3 separate regions of the Mus musculus genome follow, and all the other regions are linked to region 1. A link is a contact called in public HiCAR-type and promoter capture Hi-C data. All regions are on one chromosome and are shown on one strand. Each heading gives the region's core, a stretch centred on a gene start, on an enhancer-like site or on the middle of the called end of the contact. The rest is flanking DNA. Distances are from core to core; before and after follow the strand shown.

Region 1 (3,038 bases), core at 142-2,641:
CGAGGCAGTGTACACCTTTAACTCCAGCACTTGAGAGGCAGAGACAGGCTAATCTCTGTGAGTTTGAGGCCAGCCTGGTGTACAGAGGGTGTTCCAGGGCATCAGGGCTACACAGAGAAAGCCTCTCTGGAAAAGAAAAAGAACACAACAACCACCACCACTGCACCCCCCCCCCCCCGCACCTCCACCCAAAAAAGAAACAACAACAACAACAACAACAACAACAAAACTCTCATTGCCTGCTGGATAAGATGGTGCACACCTGTAATTCTAGCACTTGAGAGGCTCAGGCAGGAGGATCACCATCAGGTGGAGGTTGCAAAGCCAGTACCAGGCCAGCCAGGATTACACAGTGAAACTCTCAAAAATATCATCGGGCTGTACAGACGGCTCGTCTTAAGAGTACTTAGTGCTCGTGCAGGCCCTCAGGCCTGTGTTCAAGGTTGGTTCCCAGTGCCCATGTCAGGTGGCTAAGGACTAAAATTCAAATCCAGGGCATTGGGCATCTCTGCCCATCAGTCCTGCATGCACTCACATGTACCTACCCATAAACAGACGCATAAACGTAATTTTAAAAAACACAAAATAAAAACAAGCCTTCAAAAATGATAACAACAAGGCAAAAGCAAATCTTGTTAAACCTGTGAAAGTGATTTCTTGTTTTCTAAGCTTTTTATTTGGGGCTCTTTTTTTTTTCTTTTTCTAGACAGGGTTTCTCTGTATAGCCCTGACTGTCCAAGAACTCACTTTGTAGACCAGGCTCAGAAATCTGCCTGCCTTTGTCTCCCCAGTGCTGGGATTAAAGGCGTGTGCCACCACGCCCAGCTTTATTTGGGGCTCTTGTATGTCTTTTGTGAAGTGTTTTGAGTTGCTGCTACCATATACATAGTGTCAAGTACTTTTTTTCTCCTTCCTTTCTGCGTAGGAATGTCCGATTCTCCGCGTTTTTTGTTTTTTTGTTTTTCTCAAAGAGAAAGGATGAGATTACCAAGGGCTTCAGTCTCCTGTCCTTAGTTTTCGGGAGACATTTTCTTCCGGGGTTGGGGGGTTGGGTGGGGGTAGGGATGGGTGATGAGGAATCTTTTCTTGGGCGTTCTCCACAGTACTACAACTCCCAGCAAACACCGCGCGGTCCGTCTTCCAGCCACGGAGCGGGGAAACCTGGACTGCCGTTGGTTCTAAGGCAGAGCGCCGCCAGAGACTGGTGCCAAGACCCACTCCTCCTAAACTAGCCTCAACACTCTGACCCCCGCGGAGGCCCTGCAGACCCAGCAGTTCGTCCTTGGCATGTGGCTGGCCTCCTGTCTCCCCGCCTCCTTGTTCCGGGTTTCTTTTCAGTTTCCCGCGGAACCGTCTCTTGAAGACAACCAACCGCGGCCGAGAGTGTTGCAGCTTGGCCAACCACAGGCGCGGTGGGTGGTGGCGGGGACTGAGAGGTGGGTTTCTGGTCAGGGAGAGCAAGCCCGGCTGCGACCCGGGGGGAGTCCGGTGGGGTGCAGAAGTGGCTTCTTGCGGTTAGGGTGAAGACACCGGTGGGACCAGCCTCCACCCATGAAAAGACCCCTTCGGGTAACAGTGATCTACCTCGGCGACAATGTCCAGCCAGGTCATTCCAGCCCTCCCCAAAACATTTTCCAGTAGCCTGGACCTGTGGAGGGAAAAGAACGACCAGCTTGTTAGACAGGCTAAGGTAATGTGGTTGCTGGGACTCTCACCTTGTACCCTCAAGATGTCAGAAAGCGGCTTTGTAATGATCTCACCCTAGTCTAGGGGGAAGGAACAGAGCTTGACCTCCGTCCTTAGAAACAGAAGTGACAGGAATATGTGTCCCTCCCTGTCTCTGTTACAAGGGAGAAAGACTGATCCTTAATGCCTCCCTACATAATTTCAGCAACTCACCAGGGATTCTCGTCCCTCTCTGAGGCGACAGCAATCGGCCCAAGACACACTGGAAGGGCTTAGGGAACTCCTCCTCACTCTACAAGGTAAGAACGACCTTCCAGAAGGTTCAGTTCCCCCCTCAGACCACCCCGCAAATCACCAGCATTCAAAGATGAGCTTCTTTTACGAGGTTCTAGGATTGAGGTGATTTTCCTAGGGCTTATGGAGTCCTGCGTAAAGCCCAGAAGAGACTGGGTGGGATTGTCTTTCAGTAGCTTAATTCCTTCTTCTTTTCACACACACACACACACACACACACACACACACACACACACACACACACACACAGGAACATTTGAAGAGGTGATTTTCAGGAGATTTAGAGAACTTCCTGCTCTTTCCAAAGTTGTCTGAGCAAAAACTGAATTCCTTCTTGAAGCCTTGGTTGGAGTGGGGTTGGTCTCTGGGTTGGAAACCATTTGGGCTGTGTTTCATGGGACAGCCTGTGAGACCAGCATCCTGTCGCTCCAGGACTCCCTGCTGCTGTCCCCGCTCTCCCCTTGGAGCTGACTGTCCTCTGTAATTGTATAATCCTGAGGGCTAGCCTAGTCCAGGCTTTCACTGAAGATCTTACCCAGGATCTTCAAAGGGGCCTCGAAAGAGGTAAGGTCTCCTCTGCTCCTGGTAGTTTCAGTTTGGATTTAGGGATGAGGCTGGGGGGTGAGAGGAACATCTGTCCACGGAGACAGATGTTCTTTTCTAATCCTCTGTATGTTCCTCAGACTAGGCAGGTGTATTATTGTAGTCTTTGGGCTCTTTCAGAAAGGAAAACCCAGAGAGTATAGGGAGATGAGAGATGGGTGTGTGTGTGTATGTGTGTGTGTTTGTGCTTTACAGTGCTGGAGGCCCAGCATCACCTGGAGCCCAAGTCACAGCAGGGACTCAAGGAGCTGTGGCACTCTGTCCTCTCTGCTTCCTCCCTTCCACCGGAGCTGCTGCCTGCCTTACACTGCCTGGCCAGCCTTCAAGCTGTCTTCTGGATGAGTACCGACCACCTGGAGGACCTGACCTTGCTGTTACAAACCCTAAATGGCAGCCAGGTAACTGGGGAAATGAAGATGAATGTACCTCCCCACACCCCCAAATCTCCTAGGGCT
Region 2 (3,128 bases), core at 341-2,840, 2.0 Mb before region 1:
TAATTATTATTCTACTGTATTCGGCTCTGTATGCTCTCTTAAAAAACATTTTGTAGTGGGAGTGGATGGTAGAAAAGGGAGAGAATGTCAGGAGCTAAAGGGTTAATCTGGAAAGGAAACTGGGATGAGGGAAAGGGGAGGGTATTGAGGGCATCCTCTTCCCCATTTTAACTGGTCAATAAAGGCTGAGGCCTGTAATTGGGCAGGGGAGGGGAGAGGTGGGAGGTCTTGGAGAGTAGGGACAGGTAGAGAGGAGAAGGGAAGGGGAGAGGACTGAAGAAGAGGAGGAGCAGAACCACGTGGCCAGGAGAAACTGCAAATAGCAAAGGGTCTCGCAGCTGGGGAATAAGTTAGCACAGTGCTAGAGCTGTCCAGTCTAGGTACATAGCTTATATTTATAACTGGATTGTGTGGTTTTTATATGGGTTTATTGGGGTTGGGAACTGGTGCAAACTAAGGATGGATGAAGCCCTAGGAAACCCTATTAGCTTGTGAACCAACTAAGAATTTTATACTATCCTTCACTTGGGAAAAGGGATTGCTTGCTTATTAATTGACTTAGTAGGGCTCATCCCTTGTGGCCTGTCCATTCTCACGCAGGCGTGAACTGAGCACAAGGACAGCTGAGCCCAAGCCAGGAGGTAGCTTTAGTCTACGGTTTGTTTGAATTCTTCCCAGGACTTTCCGAAACCATGGTGATAAGCCCAGTAAACACTTCCTCTTCCAAACTGCTTTGTTCAGTTTTATCAAAGTAACAGGAAAGCTATCTAGAACACATAATCTTGATTTTACTGCTCGGTGGTATACCGCAAGAGGCCAAGGCGGCAGCCGGGCCTTCCTCTTTCCCACCCGGTCCAGCAGACTCTTTTGCGGCATTGATAAGAGGGCTGAGCCCTGAAGTTTTAAGGTGGTGGCGACTGTAAACTTGATTCTGGAGTTGATGGCTTGGTGGGCACACGTCGGACTGAGTTCCGACCCTCCCGTTGCTATGCTGGACGTCTGGGCAACTGAGACGCGATGCGGGCGACGATCCACCCAACCACCATTAGACCGACGGCATTTCCTACTCATTGTGAAGCTCGCCATTCGTCTCACTCGGCTTCTTGGGGTTCCGTTTACATCTTTTCTCAAACCTACAAGTTAGAAGTAATCTCCAGCTCACAGCGAGAGGAAGTCACCTGTCCTTCAGACTCCAGGTCACAGTCAGCGCGAGCCAATGGAGGGACTCAGGGCTGGCAGTAGTCATTGCGATTGGCTCAAGTAGACGGAAAACACTAGCTTTCCTTATTCATGCTGAGTTCTGATTGGGCGTGACATAAAATAGCTTTTCTACAGGCCAAACCTGGTGTTGCTAAGTGATAAGTCCCGCCTTCAAAGATCTTTGAGAACAGTTTTACGGGCTGTAAGGCAAATTGTGATTGGTCAGAGCGCTCACGGATGCTGTGGTAGTAAACACAGCCGGGGTCCTGGGATGGCGGATTGGTCAGATTTTCAGAACGTCACTCCTACTGTGGCCCCGCCCTCCTGATGATTGGCCATTGGAGGCCTGTGGAGGCGGTGACATGGGTACCTCACATCCGTTTACTGTAGGCCTCCGCCGGGTCCTCAAAGAACCGCGCGAACGGGCTGAAGGAGCCGGGAGCGAGGGGCGGGGCGGGCGGAAGTCACAGCCGGGGAAGCCAGTCTGGACCTTCCCGCCTCCTTCCTCAGGGTCGGTCCGAGCGGAGGAGGGCCACCGCCTCCTCCTGCGAGGAGAAGGGGGGCGGAGCCCGGCTCAGGTGAGGCGACCCTATCAGCTAGAGTGGCCTGGGCGCGCGCGCGCGGGGCGCGCTCACGTGCAGGCGGTTGTGCACCGGGAGCGCGCCGAGGCATCGGGGAGCGCGCAGCCGTTCCGGGGCCGCCTGTCCACCCTGTCTTACTGCTGAGGGGTATTGTTACCCTTCGCCTCGGTGGGGCCAGGAGGGTGGTAGCTCAGTTCTTGTGCGCAGGCGTCCCCTGTGTCCCGACGCCCGGCTGTCGGTGCGGGGTGGGCAGGGACTAGTGCCCTGCAGATCTGCTGCTGGACATGGAGCCTCTCGGGATGCTGTGGGAACCCGCGCTCGGGATCTGCATCCTAGCGGGATGAGCCGAGGAGCGGCTGCCCTGCGGGATGGAGGCGAGTGGCTCTCTTGATCCTGCCCTGGGTCCTCCTGAGCGATGAGGTTTCGTTTCATCAGAGCAAGGCCATAAGCTGTCTGGATTCGGGAGCCAGCGGCCGACGACAGGGGTGGAGTCAGCGTTTGGGAATGCCCCAACTTGTTAGACAAAAGTGTTTAGTAGGCATTTATTGAATGGCCACTTCTTCCAGGCTTCGTGCGAGGAGCTGTGGGGTGCGGTGGTAAGAGACAGCGGTCCCATCTTCCCCTGGAGGACCGACTGCTTAGCACATAAACAACAGTAGAAATAAGGGAGCGGTTTAAGGGTTTCTGCTTTGTTTTGTTTTTCTAAAGTGCCACTTACTATGGTCAGTCTGCGTCCGAGCATCGTGGCGAACACTGTAGGAACCACATTTTGGTTATTTTTATTTTTGGAGGAAAATTTTTGGGTCAAAGACTCTTGATTACCTTAGTAGCGTGATCTGAGTCTAGGTAATTAAAATTAATAAAATTCGCAATTTTCAAGGACTGAAAGAAAAACATTTCCAAAATATGTTCTTGTACTGCTGAGTTGAATTTACATACATTTAGGTTTTTAGAGATTGAAGGGAATACTGTGCCTTACTCGTTCGTGATTTGTCTTTGTATGACATGTGTACTTTATATGGTTTTAAAAAGTGGACCGGGCACTTCGTTAGTTTGCTAGAGATTTTTGCTTTCATTTTCTGAAAAGTCTCGTGGTTGGCAGTAAGCTAAAGGCTTACTGGGTAGGGGAAAGGAGATGGGCAAAAGAGAGTGTTAAGAGAAAAGCTTGCAAGCTAAAGGAAGGCCACTTTAACCCTTCTGGAAATCTCAGCGAGCTTGGGAAGAGGAGAGACAGAGCTGGCCTCTGCTGCAGCCTTGGTGACCCGCCAGGTAAGGTCAATAGATCGAGGGCTCATTCTGGGCACTGGGGTTTTGCTAAGTAAATGGAAGTAGGACTTTGTGAGAAGT
Region 3 (2,832 bases), core at 214-2,713, 2.0 Mb after region 1:
TTGTAATTCAAGCCAATGTTGGACATTGCTGTGATTTTCAGGAAGAGCAGGCCATTATGTCAAATCTACACAGTGGGTTGTGACAAGTCGTCATCGTGGTCTTCTTCTTAATAGTAATGTTAAGAGTATGTTGTTGAGAGTAAAAGAAACCTCTGCTTCTCGGCCTCCAACCCCATCTTCCCAGACAGGATCTCACTATGTAACCCTGGATGGTCTGCAACTATGTAAACCAGGCTGGACTCCAACTCGAAAGATCCTCCTGTTTCGCCCTCCCGAGGGCTGGGATTAAAGATGTGCGCTACCATGTCTGATAGCACTGAAACATTTGGTTTACTTTAAAAACAAAAAAACTTTTCTTTTAATCTTGTGTTCCTGTTTTAGCAAGGGTGCTTTGGGGGGACAGGGACGGGATATATGCCACGTGTTTGCTGATGCCCTCCGTGGCCAGAAGAGGGCGTCAGATCGCACAGCTTTCCAGGTGGTTGTGCAAGCGAACGTGACTGCTCTGTTGAGGAGCTACTGTTCTTAAACACTTGAACTAGCGCCCCAGCTTCTCGGTTCACATTTACATTTAGGTAAATGTGTACTAATACCCCATGCAAAACGTTCCTTTTTTTTTTTTTTTTTTTTTTTTTTTTTTTTGCTGTCCACAAAATTTGAAAGCCCGGATTGACCAATACACCTTGAAGAAAATGGAAATAGCTTATACGAACAGTCAAATGAGGCTGTCTCTACCACAGGGGTAGCTCCAGGAGGGAGAGTGAGCCAACAATCAGGGAGAGAACAGGGAGGGTCTGGGAATTAGCTTACTACTCCAGGCTGACAGATGAGGTAACTGAGACTGGATCACGTCACGCACCTCAATATGGGATTTCACACCCCCTCAGGACTGGGCCCGCTGGCTGGCTGGCCCGCGCGCGCGGAACCCGCCACTCCGAGAGGTAAAGAACACACCCCTAGCACAGCGCGCAAACTCGCTGGCCTCCAGGGCCCGCTACGGAGAGTCGCCTACGCCCGGCCGGCCGGCCGTCCGCCCGCCCGCCCGCCCGCCGGACTCTGCTCCGCGCGGCCTCGGGAAGGCCGGAAGGAGCCCCGCGGGGGGCGCCAGAGGCCCACGTCCGCTCCCTTGGCGCCGGGACCCGCCCGCTCTCCTCGGAAACCCAGGGGCCGAGCCTCCCCATCCCGTGGAAGATGGAGGAGGGTTCCGTACGTGCAGCGCGCGTGGCTTGGCCCTCGCGAGCCACTGTCCCCGCGCAGCACGCACCCCACTTGCCACCGCAATGGCCCGCACCCTTCGGACTAGACTGCTAGACCCTAGGGGTCCCGCGCGGGAAACGGGACAGTACCTGAGACCGGAGGCGCCTCCGCCATCCCGTGCCGCAGCACCTCAAGCGAGCCCCGCCACCGAGCGAAGGCTGTCACCTGGTCACGTGTCCCGGATTTCCGGCGCCGAGAGACTAGTCGCTCCTACGCGCCCGGGGACAGCCAAGGGGGTGGTGCTACCTGAGCACACAGTGAAATGGCGCATTTGGGACGTCAGACAAATGCGCCGGCCCGGGTGCAAGCGGGGTTTGCGGGGGGGACACGAGTGGCTGGAGGAGACCCACCCGGACCGCAGGATCTACTGCCCCCAACTTGCGTAATTGCTTTTCGAGAGCTGCTGGGTTCTCCAGCTGCTACGCCTTTTTGTCAAGTCCTGCCATCCGCCCGGCTTCAAATGACCTTCAGCTAAGAGGCGGCCTGGAGCGGCTCACGCAGGCGACGAGGGGGGGGGGGGCGCTGTAGTAATCAAAGGGCATTGTGGAGGAAAAGACTGCAAAACAATAAAAGGTTACCTGCCAAGGGTTAGGTAGCCCACGACTTCAGGACCTGGGAGGCTGGATCGGGGGTGGGATGGGAGTGGGATGTAGTGAGTTCCAGGTCCTGGGCTACCTATCCCTGTCTGTGTAAAACGAAACACAGTATCTAAAGGACTAATAGCAAATGAGCCACAAACCGGTAGGCAAGTAACAAATACAAATGAACACCAACTGAGGTAGACAGTTTGAAGTTACTGTGTTTTTTTTTTTTTTGGAGGGGGGGGGAGAGTGGGGAAAGGGTGTCCTGATGTAGCCCCTGTTGGTATTCAGGCATTCTGCTGGCCTGCCCCCAGGACCCTAGCAACCACTTAGACCTGCCTCCACCGTGTGTGATAGGTGTGTGCTGCGTCTAAAGAGACGCCCCCAAGCGTCCCCCCCCTCCCCCCCCCCGCCACCCAGCAGCTGTCTATTGTCAGCGTCCGGTCCCCTTCTCTCTGCCCCATGGCTTTGCTCCTGTCTGTCTGACTGGCTCCATGCCTACTTGTCTGCCTCTATTCCTTTCCTAGGCCCTCACTCCTCTTCTCCCAATAAACCACTTTTACTTCAGGTCTTGTTTGCATGACGTAATTTCTCAAGGTTGTACCTTGGCACGGGCCTTGCAGTAGGATCTTCTCTGTCTCAGCCTCTTTTATAGTAAAATATAATCTTCCAAGGTGAGGTGTGGTGACTTAGACTTTAATTCCAGCACTCTGGCAGCAGAGACAGTAGTTCTCTGTGAGTCTGAGGCTAGTCTGATCTACATAGTGAGTTCCAGGCTAGCCAGAGCAACAGTACAACACTGTCTCAAACATTCTCCACGATGTGACCATTTTGGTTACAGGGCTTCTGCACTTCTTTCTAATATCTACAGACTAAGAAGCCTTCGACTGGGTGGCTTAGCCTGCCCCTAACCGAGCACATTTAGGAATCCTTCAGGAATTATATTTGAAAATCGGCCTCAGAAAGGTGAGACACGAAACCGTTGTATTTGTAC

Evidence for each region. HiCAR-type assays count read pairs that join an accessible place to other places. Capture Hi-C pulls out chosen DNA fragments and counts their contacts.
Region 2: a promoter capture Hi-C map of liver shows a contact between it and region 1. The contact joins the promoter of Zbtb5 here to the promoter of Fancg in region 1. A contact is called at or near these places in 1 of 39 promoter capture datasets (liver), 1 of 484 Hi-C or Micro-C datasets (B cells), 1 of 115 datasets of contacts at active chromatin or transcription factors (the NIH/3T3 cell line) and 1 of 9 other capture datasets (liver).
Region 3: a HiCAR-type map of astrocytes shows a contact between it and region 1, with 2.9 times the contacts expected there. The contact joins the promoter of Nfx1 here to the promoter of Fancg in region 1. A contact is called at or near these places in 1 of 484 Hi-C or Micro-C datasets (B cells), 2 of 115 datasets of contacts at active chromatin or transcription factors (astrocytes and embryonic stem cells) and 1 of 9 other capture datasets (adipose tissue).

Annotation. Positions count from the first base shown.
Region 1 is chr4:43,008,654-43,011,691 of GRCm38.p6, reverse strand. It overlaps Fancg (Fanconi anemia, complementation group G), which reads left to right and starts at 1,391. Exons shown (of 14, transcript NM_053081.2): 1 at 1,391-1,690; 2 at 1,892-1,985; 3 at 2,413-2,544; 4 at 2,779-2,981. The coding sequence starts at 1,595.
Region 2 is chr4:45,010,874-45,014,001 of GRCm38.p6, reverse strand. It overlaps Zbtb5 (zinc finger and BTB domain containing 5), which reads left to right and starts at 1,590. Exons shown (of 2, transcript NM_173399.3): 1 at 1,590-1,778. 1700055D18Rik (RIKEN cDNA 1700055D18 gene) reads right to left here and starts at 1,192. Exons shown (of 1, transcript NR_166789.1): 1 at 1-1,192.
Region 3 is chr4:40,969,574-40,972,405 of GRCm38.p6, reverse strand. It overlaps Nfx1 (nuclear transcription factor, X-box binding 1), which reads right to left and starts at 1,463. Exons shown (of 24, transcript NM_023739.3): 1 at 1,347-1,463. The coding sequence starts at 1,371. It overlaps Gm52692 (a long non-coding RNA gene), which reads left to right and starts at 2,247. Exons shown (of 2, transcript XR_003955193.1): 1 at 2,247-2,804.